4 separate regions of the Mus musculus genome follow, and regions 2, 3 and 4 are each linked to region 1. Evidence: chromatin contacts called from public promoter capture Hi-C data. All regions are on one chromosome and are shown on one strand. Each heading gives the region's core, a stretch centred on a gene start, on an enhancer-like site or on the middle of the called end of the contact. The rest is flanking DNA. Distances are from core to core; before and after follow the strand shown.

Evidence for each region. Promoter capture Hi-C pulls out the DNA fragments that hold promoters and counts their contacts. Capture Hi-C pulls out chosen DNA fragments and counts their contacts.
Region 2: a promoter capture Hi-C map of pre-B cells shows a contact between it and region 1, with 3 times the contacts expected there. The contact joins the promoter of Depdc5 here to the promoter of Hadha in region 1. A contact is called at or near these places in 3 of 39 promoter capture datasets (hippocampal neurons, liver and pre-B cells) and 2 of 9 other capture datasets (adipose tissue and liver).
Region 3: a contact with region 1 is called in a promoter capture Hi-C map of the C10 cell line, with 4 times the contacts expected there. The contact joins the promoter of Pisd here to the promoter of Hadha in region 1.
Region 4: a contact with region 1 is called in a promoter capture Hi-C map of liver, with 2.8 times the contacts expected there. The contact joins the promoter of Insig1 here to the promoter of Hadha in region 1. A contact is called at or near these places in 1 of 484 Hi-C or Micro-C datasets (CD4 T cells), 2 of 115 datasets of contacts at active chromatin or transcription factors (astrocytes and thymic regulatory T cells) and 2 of 9 other capture datasets (adipose tissue and liver).

What each region holds. Positions count from the first base shown.
Region 1 is chr5:30,153,623-30,156,289 of GRCm38.p6, forward strand. Hadha (hydroxyacyl-CoA dehydrogenase trifunctional multienzyme complex subunit alpha) reads right to left here and starts at 1,358. Exons shown (of 20, transcript NM_178878.3): 1 at 1,260-1,358. The coding sequence starts at 1,326. Hadhb (hydroxyacyl-CoA dehydrogenase trifunctional multienzyme complex subunit beta) reads left to right here and starts at 1,631. Exons shown (of 16, transcript NM_145558.2): 1 at 1,631-1,717.
Region 2 is chr5:32,862,400-32,865,066 of GRCm38.p6, forward strand. It overlaps Depdc5 (DEP domain containing 5), which reads left to right and starts at 1,322. Exons shown (of 43, transcript NM_001170567.1): 1 at 1,322-1,422; 2 at 2,178-2,300. The coding sequence starts at 2,243.
Region 3 is chr5:32,784,315-32,786,981 of GRCm38.p6, forward strand. It overlaps Pisd (phosphatidylserine decarboxylase), which reads right to left and starts at 1,312. Exons shown (of 8, transcript NM_177298.3): 1 at 1,235-1,312. The coding sequence starts at 1,299.
Region 4 is chr5:28,070,041-28,072,707 of GRCm38.p6, forward strand. It overlaps Insig1 (insulin induced gene 1), which reads left to right and starts at 1,372. Exons shown (of 5, transcript NM_153526.5): 1 at 1,372-1,755. The coding sequence starts at 1,398. The region is part of intron 1 of Gm35223 (a long non-coding RNA gene); the gene reads right to left.

The sequences.
Region 1 (2,667 bases), core at 108-2,607:
CGAGACAGGGTTTCTCTGTATAGCCCTGGCTGTCCTGGAACTCACTCTGTAGACCAGGCTGGCCCTGAACTTAGAAATCCACCTGCCTCTGCCTCCCAAGTGCTGGGATTAAAGGCGTGTGCCACCATGCCCGGCTCTTTTCTTTTTTTTAAAAGACAGGGTCTCACTGTGTAGCCCTGACTGGCCTGGAACTATGTAGACCAGACAGGAACACAAAGACCCACCTAATATTAAAGGTGAATTAGCACCCAGTCCACTTCACTTTTTTTTTTTTTTTAATTTTTTTTTTTTTTTTTTTTGGTGGGTAGCAATTTTGGCTATTTACACATAATCGATCTATGGAGGTTTTTAAAAAAGTAGAAAAAGATTCAATCAATTAAATGCCAGGGGAGGGTAAGAGAAGTAAATTCTACACGCATCCCTTTTTTTTTGTGAGGAAAATTAAAGTGAATTCACGTTACAAACTAAAGTCTGGGAAGTAACTAGTATCAAGTATGATACACAATGAAGTTACATTTGCCCTTACAGATTTGGGATGTCTGGGAAAAGGCTGTTTTCTAACAACACCCCTTTAACCCTTTCACTGCCAGCTTGAAAAGGAATGCAGTTCCTGGAGCCTGACTGGGAATCGACAGAAATGAGATTAGAAATAGTTTCTAAGTGATCAAAAATTTTTTTCCTCATCAAAATTTCTTTGCCTAAGTCGGAGAACCTCCAGTTTCAACCTTCTATACATTCAAACTAAGATTACTGAAGTGGGAGAGCTGAGTTCTCTGGGGGGGAAAAATGGTTTTGACGGAAAAGATCAAGGAGTGGCATTGATCTGTAAGGCTAGTAGTCAATGTCACCGAGAAGGCTGATAGATATCTCTTATGGCGACTAACATGTAGTAGAGCCTCAAAAATGTGACAGGTCTTACTTAGTCCTCCGAACTTAGCGGTGTCAGGGCCAAGACAAACATTAAGGGAGACAAGAGGGGCGTGAGCTCAGGGCTACAGCAGAGACCTGCGCAAACTGCCAGACTAAGTGGAAAAGACTCAGGAAAGTTAGGGGAGAGCCTGACACTGCCGGAGCAGGGCGAGAGAGGGTGTGACAGTTCCTTTACAAGGACACAGGAAATAGGGTCTCGGAACAGTAGCCCCATTTCCACGGGTCCCGGGAAAGGGGTGGGAGGCAGACAGTGAGAGGCAAACGCTGCTCCCCGCCGCCCCAGTTCCTGAAGGCACTCCGAGACTCTCCCGAGCCCTCTCCAGGCTCACCTCTGGAGCGTAGGATCCTGAAGGCAGAGAAGCGACTGAGACTGCCAATCGCCCGGGACGCCACCATCTTGAGCAGAAGAGGACGAAAGCTCTTCTAGTGGGGGGCAATGGAGCCGAGGGCTTTTCTTTTCTGAGCCTGTCCGGCAGGGTGTCCTAAGTGCCGCCTTACTAAAACGCAGACTCTGAGTTGCCACCCGTCCTGTCGCCCTACCTCTTGCTCTCAACTAAGCGAGCCGAAAGGATGATTTCTCTGAAGGTGAGACTAAGGACCTCCGAGGAGAGGGCGGAGTGTCTGACTTTCTGCTCAGGCGTTCAGCGGGCAGCCCGTAAATGCCGCGGTGATGGCGGGCGGGGCGAGAGGGGGTCCTTGCGGAGCGGGAGCCGCCCCTCGGCGTGGGCGGACGTTTGTCAGTCTGGACTTGACCTTGTTGGCAGCGGCAGTTTTCGCGGACTCTAAGGTGCGGCAGCGCGCTTCTCGGTTTTCTTCTGATTTCCCCACAGGCAGGTGCCACTTTGCTCCCGACTCTTCTCGTCGATGCCCGCGGCCGCTTCCCTTTGCTGTGAGGGTCGAAGTCCCAAGAGCGGGACAGGCTGGTCCAGGCCTCCAGTGCGAACCGCCTCAGGGCGGGCGGTGGTCGCGTTCTCGCGTAGCTCGCGGCAGCGGTGTCTTCTGTCTGCATTTGTCACTTCAGGTTTACGAATGGATTGCGTGTGTGTGAAACGCTGGGCTGTGTCAGAGCGGTGTCGTTTCCCCTGTTGTTGACCTGTCTAGGCAGTCTGGCGGCTGTAGAGATTGAGAACGCGTCGTTAAGTGCGGGTCTCGGGGGTGAAAGCAGCCAAGACAGTCCTCCAGTCTGCTTGGTGATCCAGGGTTCACGGACATTTTCTAACCCAGCAAACATCTGGGCAAACCTGCCACCCCTCACTCTTTTTTCTGTGAAGTAGCCGTAGCTAGTGACTGAGACTGCGCCACAGGTGGTAGAATTAGTCTAGAACCTAAGTCTACTTTTAATTGAGAGTTCAGCTCTTCTGGGCGCCAGGGTGTGAGTTGTTTGTTTTGGTGCTGGAAAGATGAGCCCTGAAATAAACTGATTGTTTTCAAAAGAAAGTAAAGTCAGCTTCCGGTGTGTGCACCATTTTGTTTAATACGCACAAACCCCACGTTTCATTTGCACTTTCGGTGACTTGACAGGCTCAGAAAGATTATAATACCTTCTCTGTGGCAAGCCAGGATTCAAACAGAAGTGGCACTTGCTAGTTAATTGATTATTCTGCCACACAGGAAAGAAATGGCTAAAATGATTCTAGAAAGAAAGGAGCGTCCTGTTTTAAAGCTCTAGTCAAACTAAGTCTTCCACCACCAAGAACACTTTAAGCTGGTACTAAATGACCACTTCGGAGTAAATTG
Region 2 (2,667 bases), core at 72-2,571, 2.7 Mb after region 1:
TCATAGCACTCACAGGACAGATTCCCCTGTGTATAGATAGCATCTTGCTATTTGTCTCTGCTCTTTAAGTCATTTAGGATGTGGTGCAGACTCTGAGATCCTCCAATGGACAAGAGAATCTACCTTTCCCACCTCCATTTTTTGAGACATGAGGAATAATTCATCTTTAGATAAGGAGGTTTTTGGCTTTGTTTGTTTGTTTTGGCCTACAAGGTGGGAACAGGTCAGGCCTTCTAGCAGGTTCTTCTTCCCATGAATCCTTACTCTGTAATGAGGCTAACACACAACTTACAGTTTTGTTTTGTTTTTGTTTTTTTGGTTTTTTTTTTTTTTTTTTTTTTTTTTGGTTTTCTGAGATAGGGTTTCTCTGTGTAGCCCTGGCTGTTCTGGAACTCACTTTGTAGACCAGGCTGTCCTCGAACTCAGAAATCCGCCTGCCTCTGCCTCCTGAGTGCTGGGATTAAAGGCGTGTGCCACCACGCAATTTACTCTGGTTGGATGATTTATGCCCCATCTAAGGAAACTACTGGGCCTTCTGCCATGCGAGCCTATTGTAGATTTAACCCATTGTACTCGGGCATTCAATGTTTTGAATATTTTTTTTAATCAAACAAACTTTAAGTTTACTGTACACTTGTTTTGACTTATGTACATTAGGTTTAATTTTGACAACAAAAGAGTATATAATGGGTAATGTAAATTGGTTTCTCCTTCCAAGCTTGTCTCTGTACATGTTACATTTGTACTTATCATTAACTTGTACTTCTTAATTATATTTAACAGTTTTCAATAAGTTAGTAACTCGCTCATGAATTATACACACCCCCGTTTTCTTGCTACATAGCCCAAGAACTCTAGGGAATGTTCAGCACTCTTGTCTCTACAGAACCTGGATTAGGAGGGGGAGCCACCACCCGCAGAGACTTTTGCACTTCTCAATAGCCCTCTGGACCAGGTTTAGTTATTAACTTCGTCAAACACATGGAAACAGCTCCGCGAGGTAAGAGTCGACTCTCTCGAGTTTCTCCTATTACGAAATCACTTCGCTCTTCTGAAACGAAGGTCTTGGCTGTGGCTCTATTTTCAAATTTTCCATGCAAAGCGGGCAGCCCTGTAGACGGTGGCGGGAAACGCCAACGGGAACTCGGTTTGAAGTCGGACTCAACGCCACGCCCCCAGCCTCCCCCCCGCCCCGCCCCCCCCACCTCCCCGCAGCCCCGGAGGAGGAAGTGGCGCGGCCACCGAGACGAGGCGGAGGCTGGGCTAGAGCGGCCAAGCCGGCTGAGCAGGGACTGGCGAGGGGCGGGGACTCGGGGCGGAGCCTCGGGAGCGGCGCGGGCTCAGGTGAGCGCTCTTCGGTGGTGCTGTCTGTCTGGTTCCTAGAGCCCTGGTGCGGAAGCTGCGCGAACTGTGGGGGCTCAGGTGGGATATCCTGAGGAGGTCCTGGGGAGATCTGTCCGGAATCTGGCCTCGGGCCGGGCCTGAGGCGCGCAGGGGCTCTGGAAGTGGGGGGGTTGGGGGGGGGAGTCGAGCGCCAACCTCGGGCTGAGACTTGAGGGGCTTGAAGGAAGGGTCCCTGAGCCAGGTTCGAGGCCCGACTCTTCTTGCAGTTCCCCGTGTGACCTTGGACCAGTCTTTCTCTCACCAAGCTTCCCGGACCGCAGCGGTGAAATGGAGGCAGGACGGTCCGCTGAGAGTTGGTACCAGTAGAGGGGTCGGCAAGGAAACCGCAGCCTTCCTCAGTTCTCTTTTCCCCAGGACATTGTTAGTGGACCGCGAGTCATGGGAGTGCATAACAGTTCGAGTGACCTTGGGCGAATCCCTTGTTTTGACGTTCCTCTACTTATGTGATGGACTAACCTCTTCGAATATCCCTGTACTATTTTGGTGTTCCTGATGCAGACAAAAACAAGGTAGTGCCCCTCTCACCACAAGCCTCCCTTTTAGGTATGCGGTAGAGAAAATAGCTTTAGAGGATGGACGAGATCTGAGCCCAAGTTCCCTTTAATTTTTAAAGCACACTTCTATTTGTTTGTCTCTCTTGGTAATTGGAGGAGCGATATAATGCAAGGGTTGGCACGCCTTTCAGCCGAACAACCACCAGTACCTTCAAGGTCTAAAATTAAAGAGCAAATTTAGGAAGCCTGACATCCTCGATGTTTTTATTTGTGTTTCAGTAGCAGGAAAGCAAGATGACTTCCCTGCTCCAAGATTGGAACAGCTGAAGAAATCACAAGACAAAATGAGAACCACAAAGGTCTACAAACTTGTCATCCACAAGAAGGGCTTTGGGGGCAGTGGTCAGTATTGATTGATATTTGGGGATTGTGTAAGTTGGCTGAAGTTATGATGTGCCTTAAAAATTACCCATATCACAAGGGAGACTGGACAGGTAAGAGTGGAGCAGTATCAGAGATCAGGGATGGTTGGAAATGAGAGCACAGGATCTTTTTGAAAAGCATTCTTCACATTCAGAGTTTGTTGGGTTGTATTTTGAATCCAGGTTTTACCATGTTTCCAAGGCTCATTTAGAACTCATTGTGTAGCCCAAGCTGGCTTTGAACCCATTATCCTCCTGCCTGTGTATCTGGAAATACTCTACCACACCTGAGTTAATTTTCCTCCTGCTTTTGTTTGTTTTGTTTTTGTTTTTCTTCTGTGTAGTGA
Region 3 (2,667 bases), core at 62-2,561, 2.6 Mb after region 1:
CCAATTAAGCTAGAATGTTTTCTTCTGGCCTCCATGGGTACCAGGGCACACACAGACATACATGCTGGCAAAATATTTACACACACACACACATTTTAAAAATTGAGCAATGTTGGTGGTGTAGAGATGGTTCAGCAGTTAAGAGAACCAGAGTTGAGCCAGGTGTGGTAAAGCCTTCAATCCCAGCACTTGGGAGGCAGAGGCAGGCAGATTTCTGAGTTCGAGGCCAGCCTGGTCTACAGAATGAGTTCCAGGACAGCCAGGGGTACACAGAGAAACTCTGTCTCAAAAAACCAAAAAAAAAAAAAAAAAAAAAAAAAAAGTACCAGAGTTTGGTTCCCAGCATACATGTCAGATGGCTCTCAACCACCTGTAATTCCTCCAATTCCAGGAGACTCTTGATGGTCCTATGGACACCTGCAACCACCCATATGCATACACACACACGGTGTAAAAAGGTAGAAGTAGTCTTTGCCAAAAAGAAATAAGTATGTAGGCTATTAAGTAACTCAGCCAAGTTGAGAACTGTTTCTTCTCTCTCATTTGGGTTAAGAACTCTCTCCTCTTCTCCCCTCCTACCCTTCAAAAAAGAATAAACAGCTGAAACATGCCAGTAATCTCGGCTTTTTGGAAGCACTTGGGAGGCTGAGGCAGGGGGATAGCTGTGATTTCGAGGCCAGCCTGGGTTACCTAATGAAACTGTCTGGAGCAGACAAAAAGCCAAATGAACAGTCACAATAGATGCCTCATGTCGCTCTCCCACTTCTAGCTGCCTAGGAACTTAAGTAACCCAGACGTTTGGGGTCAGCAGGATAAGGACCACAATTCCACCACAGACTTTTCAGATAAAGAAACCTAATTCTTTCGCCTCAAAGCTTTAGAACCCCAAGTGAAGGTCGCTTTGCCGTGCCGTGCTCTTCCAGGTTACACCAGCCTGGTAGGAAGGCAAACACCCGTGAAAAGGAGATCGACTCTGCTTCCACTCTAGAGACCAGCGGGCAGCAGAATATGGTGGGTTTGGTTGTCCCTGTGCACTTTCACCCAGCCTTTAGGCCACACCCATTTCACGGTCCACGCGGTGGCTTGTAGCACCTGTTCTGAAGCCGAAAGGTGGCTCCGTGTCCTTCCTGTCAGACCTACTCGCGGCGAGCCGGCGACGAGAACTGGCTTCGCTCTCAGAGCCTGGCTTGGTCTGTGCTGATCCCTACCCCAGCAGCCTCCCGCCCGGCCATACCTGCTCCGCCACAGCACACCTCCACGAAGCGAGCGCACACACGCGCGGCCCCCAGACGCCGCCATCTCGCCTCCTCCTGAGCGGACACGCCCCCTTCCGCCTTCGGACGCACGCCCTTGTCGTCACCGGGCCAATCAGGAACGTGAAAGGCTGGGCCCGGAAGCTTCTGCGTACGGCTCCGCCTCTGCCGGGCCCACCCCCGCGGAGTGTGTGGGCAGGCGCGCCGGGGCGATGGGACAGCCGCTCCTGTGCCCGAAAAATCTGAGCCACCTTGTGCTCAGTCACGATGTGTGCATGGCACAAGGATGCTGGCGCCCTCGGCGGCCAGAAGAAGGCGTTGGATCCCTTGGAACGGGGTGTCTATTCTTATCTCATTGATGGGGCTCCAGAGGCGAGGGGTTTATGTAAGAAATATGGAAAGCTGTTAAACTAGGCTCCCGGTGATGGTGCTTTCTCCTGTACTTTCCAGTTATGAGGGGAAAACGAATTTTTCAGTGGTACATAACAGTTTTGTTTTTGTTTTTGTTTTTTTTCCTAAGCGCTGGAGACCCGCAGCCAGCCCTTGGATATTATTACCATTTTAAAGGTCTGCGAGGATAAGCAACTTTCTCAAGGGCACATTAACCCCACAAAGGGCTCGCAAATTGTATAATAATAGAAAATCCAGTATTTCTACATCATTGGTGTCAAAACCCATGATCTGAACACCCCGCCCCCCTTTTAAGGCCCTAGAAAAATGGTTGAACCTGAATGCAAAAACTGAAGGAAGGCAGCCCTGATTTTTCTTCTAGTAAACACCAAACGGATAAGCTAATTAGTGCTTTAGATTAATTCTGGATAGTTACTTAAATTCACTTACAGCAAAACCAGCCACTAAAGAGAACCTAAACCGGGCTTGGTGGCACACCCCTCTAATCCCAGCACTCAGGAGGCAGAGGCAGGAGGATTTCTGAGTTCCAGGCCACCCTGGTCTACAAAGTGAGTTCCAGGACAGCCAGGGCTACACAGAGAAACCATGTCTCGAAAAACCAAAAAAAAAAAAAAAAAAAAAAAAAAAAAAAAAAAAGAGAGAGAGAGAGAGAACCTAAGAAGTCACAAGTTTGGTAATTCAAGGCAAACACCTCCCTTTGTCATACTTTTCCAGAGCCTGGAAAAGAAACACACACAACATAATTTTGGTATGGAATTGAGTGTTGTAATTCAAATGATTGAGGTGAGTTATTTCAAAATAACACTGGAATCCCAGTATTTTGGAGTGTCCTGAATTCCAGGCCAGCCTGGGCTACCTAGACCCTGTTTTAACAAAACAAAACAAAACAAAACAAAAACCCTAGTTTTATATAACACTATTTTTTTTCAATTCTTTAGAAAACATGTTATAAATATACTGTATATACCTTTTTTAAAAGGAGCAAAACTAAAAACACATAATA
Region 4 (2,667 bases), core at 122-2,621, 2.1 Mb before region 1:
AACCTCTTAGCCTACTTGGTAAGAATTATAACAAGAGGAAAAAAATCCGGGGGAGAGTCTGTAAAGACAAGCAAAATGGCTTGAGAAAAAGGGACTGAATTACATCTCAGTGCTCACAAGACAGATGCTTGGTGCTGGGGCGTGGGTGCAGGGTCTGGGACTGTCCCATCAAGCCAGCTTCCTGCAAGTGACTGGCATGTCTGTTCCTTAGGGCCAAGTTTCCTATGAGCGATGTGTCTGTTCCTTGGGGGCAAAATTGTGTGTATTTACACAGGTGTCGCTTTCTCAACATCTGTTTAGAGTACTTGCAGCTGATGATGGGTGGTAGAGGCAGCACCTGCTACATCCCACAGCAGAGACTCACTGCCTTTAACAATTTCCTATCAGCTGAAGCTGGGCAGGCCCTCCTGCTTTCTTGCTGTCAAAAAGGCTCCCATGTTGCTGTAATACACCATACAGTACTGATGTCCCCAACCCCCGTGTGTGTATGCCCATGAAACCTCACATGCATGGACTGGCCAGAGTGTGGAAAATGGCGAAGACCCAAGTTGCAACATTCCTTGAAGTCAAAACTGCTTCAAGCTCTTCCAAACAACGCATAGAGCCGCCTAAGAGAGGAGTGGACAGGCTGTGAGGGAAAGACAGCCAGGTCTCCACACCCGTGTCACGCTGGGAAAATGACAGCCCCCATGATCTCTGAGAAACAGCCTGCTTAGGAGGGTGACTTTGTTTTACACTTTTGGCACAAAGCCACATTCCTTACCTAAGGTCTCACACACACACAGTGCCTTTTCAGGCCTGCTCACCACCCTGTGGTTTTAGCCGGTGGCGTCTTGGCTAGGGGAGCCCTGGTCTGAGCTGTGAACCTGCAGAGCACTTGCCATTAGCAGCCAGCCCAAGCGATCCCAGGTCTTTTAAGCACTCAGGAGGGTTTGCGCTCCGGGTCCTTTCCTTCGGACCTGCGTGGACCTCATTATCTCAGAAACCGAGGTCCGGCAGCGCAATAGGGCAGCATCGGACCATCTGACTCGCTGGCCGCCCGCTCCGGTGCCCGCCCCGGCGCCTGCCCGAATAGCGCGCGCTCGAGCGCGTGCCGGGCACCAGCCCCACCCCCCCGGTGGCGTGTGCATACGTCATATGGGCCGCCCTCCTCCCATTGGCTCCGGCGGCCTCACCAGACCCCGAGCGGACAGGCGCGCGGACAGGGCGGGGCCGCTTGAAGACACGCCCCCCAGCAGGGCGCGCGGGCGGCGGATAGGCTGGGTGAGGTCACGTGGCTCCGGTGGCAGCCTGCCTTATAAGCGGAAACCGCGCGGGGCCGCGGCCGCTCCTGGGCCGTCCGGGCGCGGTACGTGTAGTGTCGTGGCGTGTACCTTCCATGCTGTGCCTGGACGCCGATGCCCAGGCTGCACGACCACGTCTGGAACTATCCAAGCGCGGGCGCTGCGAGGCCGTACAGCCTCCCGCGAGGCATGATTGCGGCGGCCGCTTGTCCGCAGGGCCCCGGAGTCCCCGAACCCGAGCACGCGCCCCGGGGCCAGCGAGCGGGAACCACAGGATGCAGCGCGCGGCCGGGCAGCTGGCACCACGACTTGGTGCAGCGGAGCCTAGTGCTCTTCTCATTTGGCGTGGTCCTGGCCCTGGTGCTCAACCTGCTGCAGATCCAGCGGAATGTCACGCTCTTCCCCGACGAGGTGATAGCCACCATCTTCTCCTCCGCCTGGTGGGTGCCCCCGTGCTGTGGCACGGCAGCGGGTGAGTGCCTTTCCTTGTTCTTGGGGTGGGGGAGGGGGATGAAGGGACACGTCAGCTGTTAAAGTCACCCTTGTTACAAGAAAAGGAGAACGGAGAGGGTAGGAAACCCCAGACGTTGGCGAGCGACAGGCGGAAGTTGGAGGGACTAGTGATGGAGATGAGGTCAGGAGATAATTGGCAGTTTAAGTGGAGGAGTCGCAGCTGTCTCGTTGAGCCAGAAGCCAGGATTGGCCGCCTGGAGAACTGGTGAGGGCAGCACCACGCAGCTATTGGCTGCCTGAGCAAACGTGCTACCTCGCTGGATAACTGAAAACAAACCATCACGTGCGCTCAAGAGGCAGTTGCCAGGGGACAGACTTCTCTGCCTTCTGCAGATTGTGGCTATCAGCCAAACCTTCTGGAACTCCGTGCCCAGTAGACTTGGGACAGGAGGAAAAAAGGAGCCTTTGGGCCTAAGCACACCTATGGTGTCACCTCTTAGGCCCAACGAAACTTGTAACAGTGCCACAGTCTTTTTTCTTTCCTTGATCATTTTGCTGCTTTTTGCCAAAAGTGTTGAGTAATTACAGTCCAACAGATCCTGCATAGTTTACAGTGTACAGCGTTGATAACCATTTGTCAAGTGTTTCTCCCCCCTCAGCCCTGCTTGTCCTTGTCCTGTCCTGTGTAGGTGGGCAGTATTTGCTCAGGTGCATCTTTCCTCCAATCTGCAGCCACAGGACAGCAGGAGCAGTGCCTGTCTGCTTTGAAGCCAGCTTTTATTGACTGCCTGCCTATGCTTTATATGCTGGGCTTGGGTGCTGTGCTGTAGCTGAGTCATGGGTTAAATGTAGGATGCAGGACACTTAACTGTTGATTTCCAAGGCTGCTTGCTCTCAGGCTCACCTGCAGCATTATGAGGGTCAGCCACAT